2 separate regions of the Mus musculus genome follow, and region 2 is linked to region 1. The links are chromatin contacts, called in public promoter capture Hi-C maps. All regions are on one chromosome and are shown on one strand. The core of a region is the stretch at or near the end of the contact, and the rest is flanking DNA. Distances in the headings are between cores, read along the strand shown. Region 1 holds the start of Slc38a9 (solute carrier family 38, member 9). Region 2 has its middle 22 kb from the start of Cspg4b.

What was found. Promoter capture Hi-C pulls out the DNA fragments that hold promoters and counts their contacts.
Region 2: a promoter capture Hi-C map of hippocampal neurons shows a contact between it and region 1, with 3 times the contacts expected there. The contact joins the enhancer-like site here to the promoter of Slc38a9 in region 1. A contact is called at or near these places in 4 of 39 promoter capture datasets (the 3T3-L1 cell line, 3T3-L1-derived adipocytes, hippocampal neurons and 1 more), 18 of 484 Hi-C or Micro-C datasets (B cells, the C2C12 cell line, the G1E-ER4 cell line and 10 more) and 1 of 115 datasets of contacts at active chromatin or transcription factors (astrocytes).

Annotation. Positions count from the first base shown.
Region 1 is chr13:112,657,462-112,663,856 of GRCm38.p6, forward strand. Slc38a9 (solute carrier family 38, member 9) reads left to right here and starts at 3,305. Exons shown (of 15, transcript NM_178746.4): 1 at 3,305-3,411.
Region 2 is chr13:113,267,572-113,273,966 of GRCm38.p6, forward strand. No RefSeq gene overlaps it. Among named protein-coding and RNA genes, the nearest start is that of Cspg4b, 22 kb to the right of the region's middle. Within about 2 kb of position 2,425, at least 33 of the 459 cell types and tissues checked have an H3K27ac peak or open chromatin away from gene starts, as enhancers often do. A contact at or near this core is called in cerebral cortex, cortical neurons, embryonic fibroblasts and 1 more, where this site is marked.

The DNA of each region.
Region 1 (6,395 bases), core at 2,055-4,554:
AACAGAAGATGTTATGTCTCAGCACAGATGCAGAGACAATAAAATACAAAATTCAGGAAATGTTACTGGGAAAAAATGTCTCAGGAGAGAAGAGACAAATCAAACACGTGTGGGTCCAGAGTCTTACCAGCTATAAAGTTTATAATACAAAGCAAGAAACTGGGCCAGGCATGGTGGCACATGTCCTTAATCTAGCACTCAGGAGGCAGAGGTAGGCAGATCTCTATGAGTTTGAGACCAGTCTTTGTCTACAAAGCATGTTCTAGGCCAGTTCAGAGTTACATAGTGAGAACCGATCTCAAAAACAAAAATTGAGATATTTATTTTGAGTGTGTGTGAAGGCATGCTTTTTTATGTGGGAGCATGTGTGTATGTTTATATGCATGGAAGCCTGGAACATCCTCGGTGTCCTTCCTTGGGAGCCATCCATCTCATTTTCTGAGGCAAGGTCTCTCACTGATCAGCTGGCTAGCCTGGCCAGCCAGTGAGCCCTGGGGCTTCACCTGTGTCTGTATCTCCAGCATTGGTATCACCAGCACATGCCATCATGAGTCTGGGCTTTTTCTTATGATGTGGTTTTGGGGGATTAAATCCAAGTCTCTGTGCTTTGTGGGGAAGCACTTTTCCAACTGAGCTATCTCCACAGCTTCAGGAAATATATTAACTGACTAGATACTAAACAATGTTAAGCGAATATTCATGTTTTAGGTATGCTGATATGGAGGTTATGACTTCTTAAAAACAGTCTCTGTATTTTAGATATACCAAGATGTGGTTATAGAGGACATGAGACTTGGTTCTTTATTATTTGTTTTTTTTTTTTTATGAGTAATGGAAACATAGAGGTTCCCCATACTTTCTACATCTGTATATAGCTAAACTTTCCACAAAAACAGATGAAAAAACTAGGCCCGGTGATTCAGGTTCTACTACTACTGCTACTACTACTGCTGCTGCTGCTGCTGCTACTACTAGCATTTAGGTGGCAAAAGGGTCATAAGTTCAAGGCCATCCTGGGTCACAGGGCAAGTTCTGGGTCAATGTGGGATACAGAGACTGTAATTAAAAATATAAAAATAAATAAAAATAAAAACCAAACAGTCATGAAAAACTGTACTCTCCTCCCTGGCTTTTCCTGGCTGTTCTCGTCTACTGCTCCGAGCAAATCATTCTGAATCTTCCCTTTAGAGGCCTCCTTCTCTGCTTGACCATTACATGTTCCTGGGTATTGTGTGTAGGGCATTTTCTTTATTGCTGATTGATGTAGGTGGGCCCAGCCCATTGTGGGTGGTACCATCCCTGGGCTGGTGGTACTGGGTTATGTAAGAAAACAGGCTACACAAGTCATGGGGAGCAGCCCAGTCAGCAGTACATGATGGCCTCTACACCAGCTCCTGCCTCCAGGTTCCTGCCCTGTTTGAGTTCCTGTTCTGACTTCCTTTGCTGATGAAAACTGATATAGCCAAATAAACCCTTTCCTCTCCGACTTGCTTTTTTTTTTTTCAGCAATGGAAACTCAAGCTAAGTGTGTCTTAGAATTTGTTCTCAATTGTTGATCTATCTGTATCTTGAGAAATTTTTAAATCTTATTCTATAGTACATGAATGTATTATTAAGGATTTCTTAGTGGGAAACCTGGCACAGTACTAGTCTGTTTATTTCTTGCTTGAACTGAGACCTTGTGCCTGTAGCTATGACTATGTGTTCAAATATTTGGACAAGCACTGCCCTGTGAGCCAAGAAACCATGAAACCAAGGTTTTGCCCATAAAACCAAGGTAAAACCTTGTAGGAAACCTTCAAGAACACTAGGCAGTTACAATTTCTTGAGAAGGTCTCTTCTCCCTCTGGTGCCAGTGACCTTCGTCAAGAATGTAGACTGCCATCTTTAAGGTCACCACTACCTGAAAGTGGGAGTTGGCCAGAGCTGCCTTATCAAATTCAGCAATTTTGTTACTGTGGTTTTAAGTATCTCTCCAGCAGTTGTAAGGTGCTTATTTATTTTGCTCTTTCCAATCTTGACTAAAACTGTTTTCTCAGACTGGAATTCAGGAAAAAAAGAAAAAAGAAAGGAAAAAGAAAATTTTCCTATTACAGAGACTTACAAAAATCATGTATCATTCATTTTCAAATGCAGATGCAGATGTACAGCCAGATGCAGTTGTAAGCCTTTTGGAACAAGAACACTGTCAACAAAATAACTTGTATCTCCCTAAAAGGCACCATTCACTACTACTTGCAATTTTAAGCCCTCAGTATCAGAGCGGATATTTAGAAGAGTTTGAGAGCAGAGTTTGGAAGACCTTGGTTTGAATTCCAGATATTTTGCCACTTGAAAGTCTGTCTAGCCTTGCCATGTCACAACTTTTCTAAGACTGTTTCATTATCGGTAAAAATAGGTAAAACATGAAGTTTCCAAAGACTTTACAAAATGATAAATGTAAAATTCTTGGAATTCATTACTATTTGATAAGTTTAGGTCTTGGGGTCTTGATCACATTACAGCACATTGCTTTTGAATGTTAGCTTTCTTTATAGAGCCCTGGTTTTAAGACATGCCATATCAGTCTTAGGGATCTTACCATGAGATGACTTCATTACCAACATACATTGACTTTAGGTGGGGTGGGGAGGGGAGGGACAGGGGGAGGGCCAGGGGGAGAGAGAGACCCAGACCTGGCACTGGTGACACTCGCCTTTAATATCAGCACTCAGGAGGCAGAGGCAGAAGCAGGCAGATCTTTTGAGTTTGAAGCTAGCCTGGTCTACAGAGTGAGTTCCAGGACAGACAGGGACACACAGAGAAACTGTCTCGAATAACAAAACAAAAAACAAACCAAAACAAACACAAAACAAACAAGAAGACCACAGGAGAAAAATCAATGCTCATTAACAACTCCCCCATTCCACCCCAATCCAGCTTCCCTCGGGATCCAAGGGCGTGACCTAAGAACATAACACGAGCCAGGAAAGCCTGAGAAAAACGTCACCAGGGACGTCAGGCACATCATCTTGTTCTCACGTGGCCTGTGATGCTGTAAAGCACCTAAAGAGATCTCTTCTTTTTCTCTCTTCCTAGGTAGTTCGGGAGGAGAAGACAACCCAGCCGGTCAGATGTTCGAGCACCTGCTCAGCGACCCCGCCTCCGGAGCTGGAGGGCGGGGTTCTTTGATAGGCTGGCCGGCTGCTGCAGAGCCCTCTGGGAGTTGTAGTTTCAGATGGCGGCGCTTTCACAGAAGCGGTGGACTGTGTTTTCCTAGGACTCCATCCCCCGCCATCCCCCGCGGCCTAAGCCGTTGCCTCTTCCTGTTTAGAGGACTATTCTCTCTAAGCCGCTGCCAACTGAGAGGTCTGTGAAAGGGTCTTCGCCTCCTGCTCTGGTTTTCCGACGTAGAGGGATTGGCCTGCTGAGGTAGACACGTTCTCGCTCCTGGCAAACTCACCCTGGGACAGTCCAAGAGGGAGCCCAGGCGAGGAAGGAAGGGCTGAGTTTGCAGCCATCGGGCTGTCAGCACGGAGGGGTCTTTGGGATGCCGGGAGAGCCAAGCCCCGGGCTAGGGACACTGCTCCAGAGTGGCGCAGGTCCCTCGAATGGGTCAAGTACGGGGAGTCCGCGGGAGCTGAGAAAGTCTGGGTCTGCTGGGAAAAGGCAGGAAGGGTTACAGCAGATGAACACCCGAAGCCGGGGTGAGAGGACTGTTGGGATTATTGCAGGGATAGAGAAAGATCTAGAGAGGAGAATTGGGAGCGGAAGCCCCTGCTGTGCCTACCACACTGGTGTTTGACTCTGACTCACTTGTGCTGGGACAGGTGCTGGAAGATGCAACCCAGGGCTGGGCAATGAAGTCGCTCTACCACCAAGCTACTTCCCCAGCCCATGAGTGACTGACTGCTCTAATTGTGGGTGGCAATGCTGTGTTGGCTGTCTTGAAATACTGGAGTTGTGAGGCAGCTAGTCAAACGTTTTCTCCTCGGTTTACAAATCAGGATGTCTTAAAAATTGAAGACATCTGCTTATCCATCAGTCAGTTATTAGCCAACTTGCCCAAAACCTAATTGTAAGGATCCCCTGGCAGTGCCTCATTTATTGTTGAGGTCACTCTCTGTTTTCCTATTCCATGCCTTCAAATATAACAAAGAAGTGGCATGTGGAGTACCAGACAAAAGTTTTTGTTTGTTCGCTATTTATTTGGGGTTTTGTTATTTGTTTTCAACAGAACTTTTCAGTAGATCAAAAGAAACTTGTAAATTAAAGAGAAACCTGTATGCCTTGTAAACAACTACAATCAGATAGACATGGGGCAAGCCTGTAAGCCCAGGACTTAGGTGAGCCAGGGGAACGGATGGTCTCCAGTTTAAATAGTGAGACTTAAAATCTGAAACCCAGGGCTAGAAAAATGGCTGGTCTCTAAAGTGCTGACCTTGCAAGCATGAAGACCCAGCGTGTATATGGGTCATTGCACCTTTGTAAAAAAAAAAAAAAAAAAAAACAGGTGTTATGGTGCACATAGTGATGTCCAACACTAGTGATATAGGAAAAAGGAAAAAAATTATAAGAGGTTAAAAATTTTTAGCAGGCCTGTGTTTTTATAATACATTTAAACTTTAGTGCTTTGCTAGTAGTTTTTGGTTTGTTTATTTGTTTGTTTGTTTTAATCTAAAACTCAACTTCAGAAAATCTAGTGTTGCTCATCTAGGAAAAGGAGAAGTTCTTTGTTGTCATAGTATTGCTTTGGTGCTTTCTAGACTACGTTGTGTCCATCACTGCCAGATTTTAACATTCTTTGAAGCATTAGTTAAGCAGAGTAGAAAAATGCGCCTCCCCCTCCTCCGCCCTGTAACATCAGAATTGTAGAATTATGGCTATTAGCTATTAACACACCGGTAAAGTCTTCATAAAGAAGGAATATATGTGTGTTAGTAGACCCTAGTGGACTTATAGAGAAAAGAGATACACGTGTAATAACTGCATCTACCAGGCTGCTGTTTTTGAATGACACAATTCCCTTTTTTTTAATACTACAGAGGTAGATAAACTCTTACCAAAATATCGCCTGCTGATGTCTGTTTTCCTTTTAAAAAGTGTTATTAGAATACAACCATGTATACTCATTTCCATACTATCTGTCATACTAAAAGGCAGAGCTGAATAATTCCAGATGCCCAGTGGCTTAAACAATTTCTTTCTGCCCCATTATAGAAAAAGTCTCTCTATGCCTAATAAACAATATAACGTATCTTAAATTTTATCATATATGTAAATGTATTAGATAATAACTAATATCAGCCTTTGAGAAAGAACATAAACTCCTTGGATGTTTATGTCCATAGAAATATTTATCTTACCACAACCTAGTGTGTTCTGCAAATTGATGCTAGCATCTTAGCATAGGTACTATAGATTCAGTTATGGATAATTATAGGGAGGGTGTTAGAACACCTAGGCCCTTCAGGTCATAACTAGAGAACACTTCAGGCAAGCAAGTCCCATCTCTGACCATGCTACCACCAAGCACAGCAAGCCCCAGCTCCTCGCTGCCTGGGGTTGGAGTCAACTTATAGTCACACATTAATCAGCCATCCTTTCCTTTCTAGTATCTCTGTGACTTTTAGCATACCTATGCAGGTCATAGATTAACTTAGAGCCCCATCCTCTTTAGAGACCTGTAGGAGTGGGGATGTACCAGGTGAGGCTTTATTGGAAGCCATTCTTACTATGTTGCAATTAGATGCATGAAGAGTCGAAAGGGCAACATTGTCTTGGGTATGTTCTTAGGTGGTGGTAGGGACTTTGTGGGAGCCAGATGGAGCCTCCTGCCGCCAAAGTTGTTGCTTTTCCAGGGCTCTGTCCTTATCTCCTTGGCTTGGCTATCTCGTACCCAGCCAGAACCCCTTTTATTTCCTATCCCCATTGTTCTCAAGGTCACCATTTCAATCCTGACATTCATTTTAACTCACATTTGTTTTTACCCCAGTATCACACAAATTCTATAAGCCATCAACTTCCTTTTGAGACCTGTCTTATTATTTTTTCATGCTATTCTCATAAAATACTTGAGATGAAGTAATTTATTTATAAACAGGTTTATATCTGACAGTTCTGAAGACTGGGGAGTCCAAGGTCAGGGCGCAGTTATTTTGGATGCTTGGTAAGGACCTGCCAGGGTGACTCCTTCTTGCTAAGTTCTCACAAAGTAAAAGGGACGGAAGGGCAAAGTGGGGCTGCCAGCTCAACCCCTGCACCCCTACTAATCACACTGGTGACTTAAGCATCTCCTAAAGGCCACTTAGGACTATAACACTGAGTTGTCTCTCCAGCCTTGATAATTACCTTCAACACTGAAGCCTTGGAGGTAAGCATAGCAGTATCCCTGTACTAAAACTAGTTTTAAGCAG
Region 2 (6,395 bases), core at 1,175-3,674, 610 kb after region 1:
TACACGTGTCTGGAGAAACGTGCATACTTTTGAAAGTCTCCCACCCACAACACACACACACACACACACACACACACACACACACACACACACACACACTGTTTCTCAGTGTAGCTCTGGTTGCCCTGGAGCTTGTTCTATGGGGCCAGCCTCTCCTGGAACACAGAGATCCACTGATGGCAGATGGAATTAGAGGTGTGTGCCACCAGGGTCTGGCCCAGCATTGAAATGTCTTTTGTTGTGAGGGAGTTTGGCAGTTTGGAGACAAAGTTGCAAGGTCGACTTCCAATTAGTCTCCATTGAAAGGAAGATGGGTGCTAACCATGAGTGAACAATATCATGGTTTGTTTCTATTTTAGCAACAGTCAGTGCCATGTTGTCTGTGTGTCAAATTGATTAAAGATGTTTATATAACAGAGATTACGGTAGTATGTGTTACCACAGAAACAGAAGGAAAAAGTGAAAGCAGCTAGGTGTGTACCTCGAGTCCCCCCACTGCGGATCAAAATAAGCTCAACAAAAGCATCAGCTCACGGACCTTAAATACACACCATAAAGTATACCCACACCACAACCCGTAGACACTTCATGACTACCATGTATAACATTATTTCAGTATTCATTCTAGTAGTGATGCATACCTCATTAATTCATGGACATATAACTGACTACGTTGGATTCTAAATGGCAATCTAAATCTCCATGGATAATTCCTTGTCTCTAATCTTTAATCATTATTAACAACACTTCAATCTATTCAAGGCAATCTACTTAAAAAAAAAAAAAAAACGTAGGTTACAGCAGTCAGAAAAAAATAAAACTAAAAGCCACCCAGAAACAGTCAGAAACCCATGATCAGCACTGCCTGTCCTTATGTTTAACACTGTGCTGGCTTTATTCAAAACACAGTTGCACAAGGGTATCAGCTCCAGGGTCTTTAAGGACTTCACACACTATATACACATATCTTGCGCGTGCCCTGACTCGCCAGCAAGAACGACGCTGCAACAGGATCCTTCTGTACACGTTTATTGGGAGAGCTTGATTGCAGAGGCGAAGAGACCCTAAGCCCAGAACTGGTGCTGCTTATATAGGCCTAGGAGAGGCGTGTCTCACACCTGGATTGGTTATGCATGGGTTGTGCTTACCACCTCATTTGCATGCCTACATCTGATTGGTTAACTTGTCTCTCATCTGATTGGTTAACTTGTTTCTCATCTGATTGGTTAATTTTGGTTAATTCTCAAAACCTCATCTTGGCAAAAAAACTTTACTGCCTATGTATGTGTGGTGGCCAGCGGTAGCCAGCACCACCCTGCAATGGCACATGTGGCTTCCCACACACACATAGTACGAAGAGTGCTTAAACAGGACCTGGAACTTCTACAGAATAGAAAACCCACCCTTGCTTATTTGCATAAAATGCCGCCCACAAAGTTAAATATGTCTTAGTGGTTATCTGGAGGCTTTATAGTAAAATCCTCACTAGTGTAAATCCTGCATCAGACACAGAGACAAGATAGAGGACTGACCCAGGGCAGGATTTTTTAAAATTTAGTTTTAAAACTTGCATTAATGGGCGGGGGTGCACGCCATAGCATGCAGGGGATGGCGAGGACTACTTGTGGGGTCAGCACTCTCCTCCCACAGTGTGGGCCCTGCAGATCAAGTCTGGATCATTGGGCTTTGCAAAAAGTGCTTTTAACCACCAAGTAGTCTCACCATCCCAGAGGTGAGATGTTTGTTTGTTTGTTTTTAGAGCAGACAAAGTAAGTCCAAATCTCCCAGGCCAGTGTTCCACGTCGCACACTTGGCAGGTCTCTGTGCTTCTCATAGCATAGAGAAAGTAGAGGCTTCTGAGCTCCGGGCCCTGTACCTGGAGTAGTGAACAGACTCTGGTTAAGTGCACCTCTGCTTTTTTCTTAGCAAATCCCTCCCTGCGTTTGGATGTTGTCCAACTCTCTCCTCCCTCTTCCTTTCCCCCTCTCTCCCCCTCTCTCCTCCTCCCTCACTTTTTTCCCAGACAAGTCCGAATTCTAGAACTCCCTTCCCTAATCTTAAGATCTTTTTACCCTACAAGAGATACTTGTCAAATCCCAACTCTTTGGCGCGGTCCTTACACCTGGTCTTTCTTCCTCTTAGCAAGCCGTCTGTCCATTCTGGGCATGACAATGACATTTCAGTCTCTGGACGAGGTAAGGATGCTTCTCCCATCTAGGGTGGTTCTATCCTTCAAATGGCATTATCAGCCTTCCTCTATCTCTTGTTCCACCTTTCACGAAACCTTTCAGCATCTCTGAGCACTCATAATAGACCTCTTCATGTAACTGTATCCAATACATCTCATTCTCTCTCCATCAGGACTACCTCGGGGTTAGGAACGCAGCTGCGCTCTACTTCCTGCAGGTGGCACCAGAGACACGTGGATCACAAGCAGGCGGGAGAGGGTTGTGGAAAAGCCAGCAGGCCTCAGAAATGTCTGAGGGAGCACAAACTCTGGTAGCTGGGGCTGGGGCTGGGGCTGGGGCTGGGGCTGGGGCTGGGGCTGGGGCTGGGGCTGGGGCTGGGGCTGGGGCTGGAGTAGGGCAGGCAGGGGTCCGGCAGGGCATGACTGAGAGGTGTTCTCCCTGGGACTCTCCTCTCACCCAATTGCAGGGAGAAAGTAGGACTTAGTCATATATGTGGGTTGAAGAAGGGGAAAGCAAAACAGGGATAAATGGGTCTTTGGAAAGCTCAGCTCAACAATTTCCTCTCTTCTCTGCATTTCTGAGAGATCCCCAAATGTCTCGTGTGGCTTCTTACGTTTCTTTATCCAGAAGGCAGCTTTGTGTTAGCATGCATATTCAGCAGAATTGCTGCTTTCCCTAACGAGGCCTGGGGCCTGTTGGTATTGTGTCTGAACCCCGGGCTCTTCAGCAGGGGAGGGTGCTGGAGACAATGTCTAGTTGTCCTATCACCGAGAAGTTCACGTATTGAATGCCATAAGCTACACAGGAGTGTTGTGACTCAGCGCCGGGCTTCTGTGTGGGACCTCCATGCAAATCTCACGAGTGGGTCTGTGGGAAACAGCCCACCATTCAGACCAGCTATGTGGATTTTCACCACATATGGTATACAGGTCCACATTCCAGCCAGTGGCCTGGAAGATACTCAATTCCGAGACAATATAGACGGAAGATAGGGTGTCTGACCCTTAGAATTTATCAAAATGGGACGATTAGGACAATCCCCATCTTGGCTATGAAGAGAGTCATCTTTGTGTGCTCTGGGCTACTGCAAGGGCTCTGTAAAAGTTTAGGTACAATGAATGGCCCAGTGATTCAAGTCATTGTGGAATGTCAGACCTGGGAGGGACTCTGAGGACTACCTCCTTTTATGAACTAAGGCCTTGGGAATGCCAGAGGTGGTTTGACCTCTATAATGCCATAAAGCCATATGATAGCAACATTTTCTGCATTCCTTCAGTGGGGAGCTATTTCCTGGTGGCGGCACAAGAAGAAGCGATAATCAGGTGAGATATGAAGGCTTCTGCAGCCAAATTCCTCAAGTGTATAACATACCATGAGCTTTCAGTGTTCAGTCTCTCTGTCTCTGTCTCTCTGTCTCTGTCTCTCTGTCTCTGTGTCTCTGACTCTCTCTGTCTCTCTCTCTGTCTGTCTCTCTCTCTGTCTGTCTGTCTGTCTGTCTGTCTGTCTCTCTCCATATGATTTCTGACCTCCTTCTCCTCCTTTGTCCCTACATGCTGCTTTTTCTGAGGAAACTTAAAGCCCGTGACCGTGTCCCCTGGGTAAGTTGAAACCGAAACTGAAGTTCTTAGTGCTGGTAAATGACACATCACCGATATGAACTCTGGATTCTAAACATGGTGAAAGAAGAGACTAGTGATTCTTAACGAAAGGACTGTCGTGTAGGAGGTGAAACACAGTGACGGACGGACACTTGCTACCCTTGCAGAAGACCTGAGCTTGGTTCCCAACACCCATGTTGGATAGATCATAACTACCTGTAGCTCCAGATCTGATAGCCTCATCTGACCTTTGTGGCTACTTGCACACACACACACACACACACACACACACACACACACACACACACTAAAATAAATCTTAAAACAAATCAAAACAAAAAGACTGTCCTATAGCCAAAAGTGGCTGAAATAATAATTTGATGTATTTTCATTTTCGCTTCATGAGCAGCCAACCAAGCGGGTCGTCGTCTTTGCATCTGTGAATCTCTCTCCTGATCGAGGTTTACACCTCTTAGTTTATAAAAGCTGAGGGGGTTCTGTCTATGTTCTTTCTCCTTGAATCCCTTGGAGAGCCAAGGAACAAAGCCAGAGCAGAAGCAGAGGGACCAAAACAGATTTCTCTTCAAATCAAAAGAGATTACCATGAAGTAGGGATAATGTCTAAGAATGACAGGACAGAAAACATCATGACCATTACCACCACCACCACCATCATCATCACCACCACCACCACCATCACCATCATCATAAAAGGTGTTGTGAAACATAATTAAAGCTGACCCCGAGGAAGGTGACAGGGACCTTACTGCTAGACTAAAATGGGCCTAGCCAAGGGTGAAAGACCCGCCTATGGGCTGAGCTCAGGTTCACAAATGCTTCAGCCTCAATCAGAGAGAATCCACTCCTGTCTGTGTGGTGCGGTAATATTTTTAAATATGTAAATTTCTAGATCTTTCCACACTTGGGTACTCCATTCTCTTCTTGGTAGTTTTAATGTCTTTGAAAAGTATAACTTTTTACTTTTTAATATATGTGTGTTCATGTGCTTCTGTGTGTGTGTGTGTGTGTGTGTGTGTGTGTGTGTTCATGTATATGTGTATGGGCAGGTGAGAGCACACACGTGAAAATGTACATGGAAGCCAAGGGGCAAACCTGAGTGTCATCTTTATAAATGACATCCACTATCAGATTTAGGATTGGTAAAAATCCTTTCCCAATCTGTTGGTGGCCTTTTTGTCTTTTTTTTTTTTTTTTCCATTTTTTATTAGGTATTTAGCTCATTTACATTTCCAATGCTATACCAAAAGTCCCCCTTACCCACCCACCCCCACTCCCCTACCCACCCACTCCCCCCCTTTGGCCCTGGCGTTCCCCTGTACCGGGGCACACAAAGTCTGCGTGTCCAATGGGCCTCTCTTTCCAGTGATGGCCGACTAGGCCATCTTTTGATACATATGCAGCTAGAGTCAAGAGCTCAGGGGTACTGGTTAGTTCATAATGTTGTTCCACCTATAGGGTTGAAGATCCCTTTAGCTCCTTGGGTACTTTCCCTAGCTCCTCCATTGGGAGCCCTGTGATCCATCCATTAGCTGACTGTGAGCATCCACTTCTGTGTTTGCTAGGCTGTTGGGAGCCGCGCCCACATTCGCCGTTACAAGATGGCGCTGACAGCTGTGTTCTAAGTGGTAAACAAATAATCTGCGCATGTGCCGAGGGTGGTTCTTCACTCCATGTGCTCTGCCTTCCTCGTGACGTCAACTCGGCCGATGGGCTGCAGCCAATCAGGGAGTGACACGTCCTAGGCGAAGGAAAATTCTCCTTAATAGGGACGGGGTTTCGTTCTCTCTCTCTCTTGCTTCTTGCTCTCTTGCTTCTTGCACTCTGGCTCCTGAAGATGTAAGCAATAAAGCTTTGCCGCAGAAGATTCTGGTCTGTTGCGTCTTTCCTGGCCGGTCGTGAGAACGCGTCTAATAACAATTGGTGCCGAATTCCGGGACGAGAAAAAACTCGGGACTGGTGCAAGGAAGATCCCTCATTCCAGAACCAGAACTGCGGGTCGCGGTTATGAAGTGTTCCCACAACACAGACTGTTAAGAAGGATTCAACTGTATGAATTCAGAACTTTTCAGCTGGGGAACGAGAGTACCAGTGAGTATAGCTTTACGAGGTAAGCCTGGCCTTGAACTTTCTAAGGAAATTCAAGACAGTCTATCAGAAGTAAAGTGGAATATGTTTGGCCTTGAATTTTTTCTGGTGTTAGGAGCCCTTTTGTTCCTTTTCACATGTTATCAAGTGGTTAAGGCAGGGCGGATTCTAGATGAAATTCAGGACAAGCTATCAGAAGTAAAGTGGGGAGAGAGAGTAGGAACAAAGAGGAAATATGGTACACAAAATAAGTATACAGGCCTTTCCAAGGGTCTTGAACCCGAGGAAAAGTTAAGGTTAGGTAGGAATACCTGGAGAGAGATTAGAAGAAAAAGAGGAAAAAGGGAAAAGAAGAAAGATCAATTAGCGGAGGTCTCTAGGAAAAGGAGCCTGTGCTCATCGCTGGATGGGCTCGGGGAGCCAGCTCTTAGTAGCTCTGAAGCAGATGAAGAATTCTCCTCTGAAGAAACAGACTGGGAGGAAGAAGCAGCTCATTATGAGA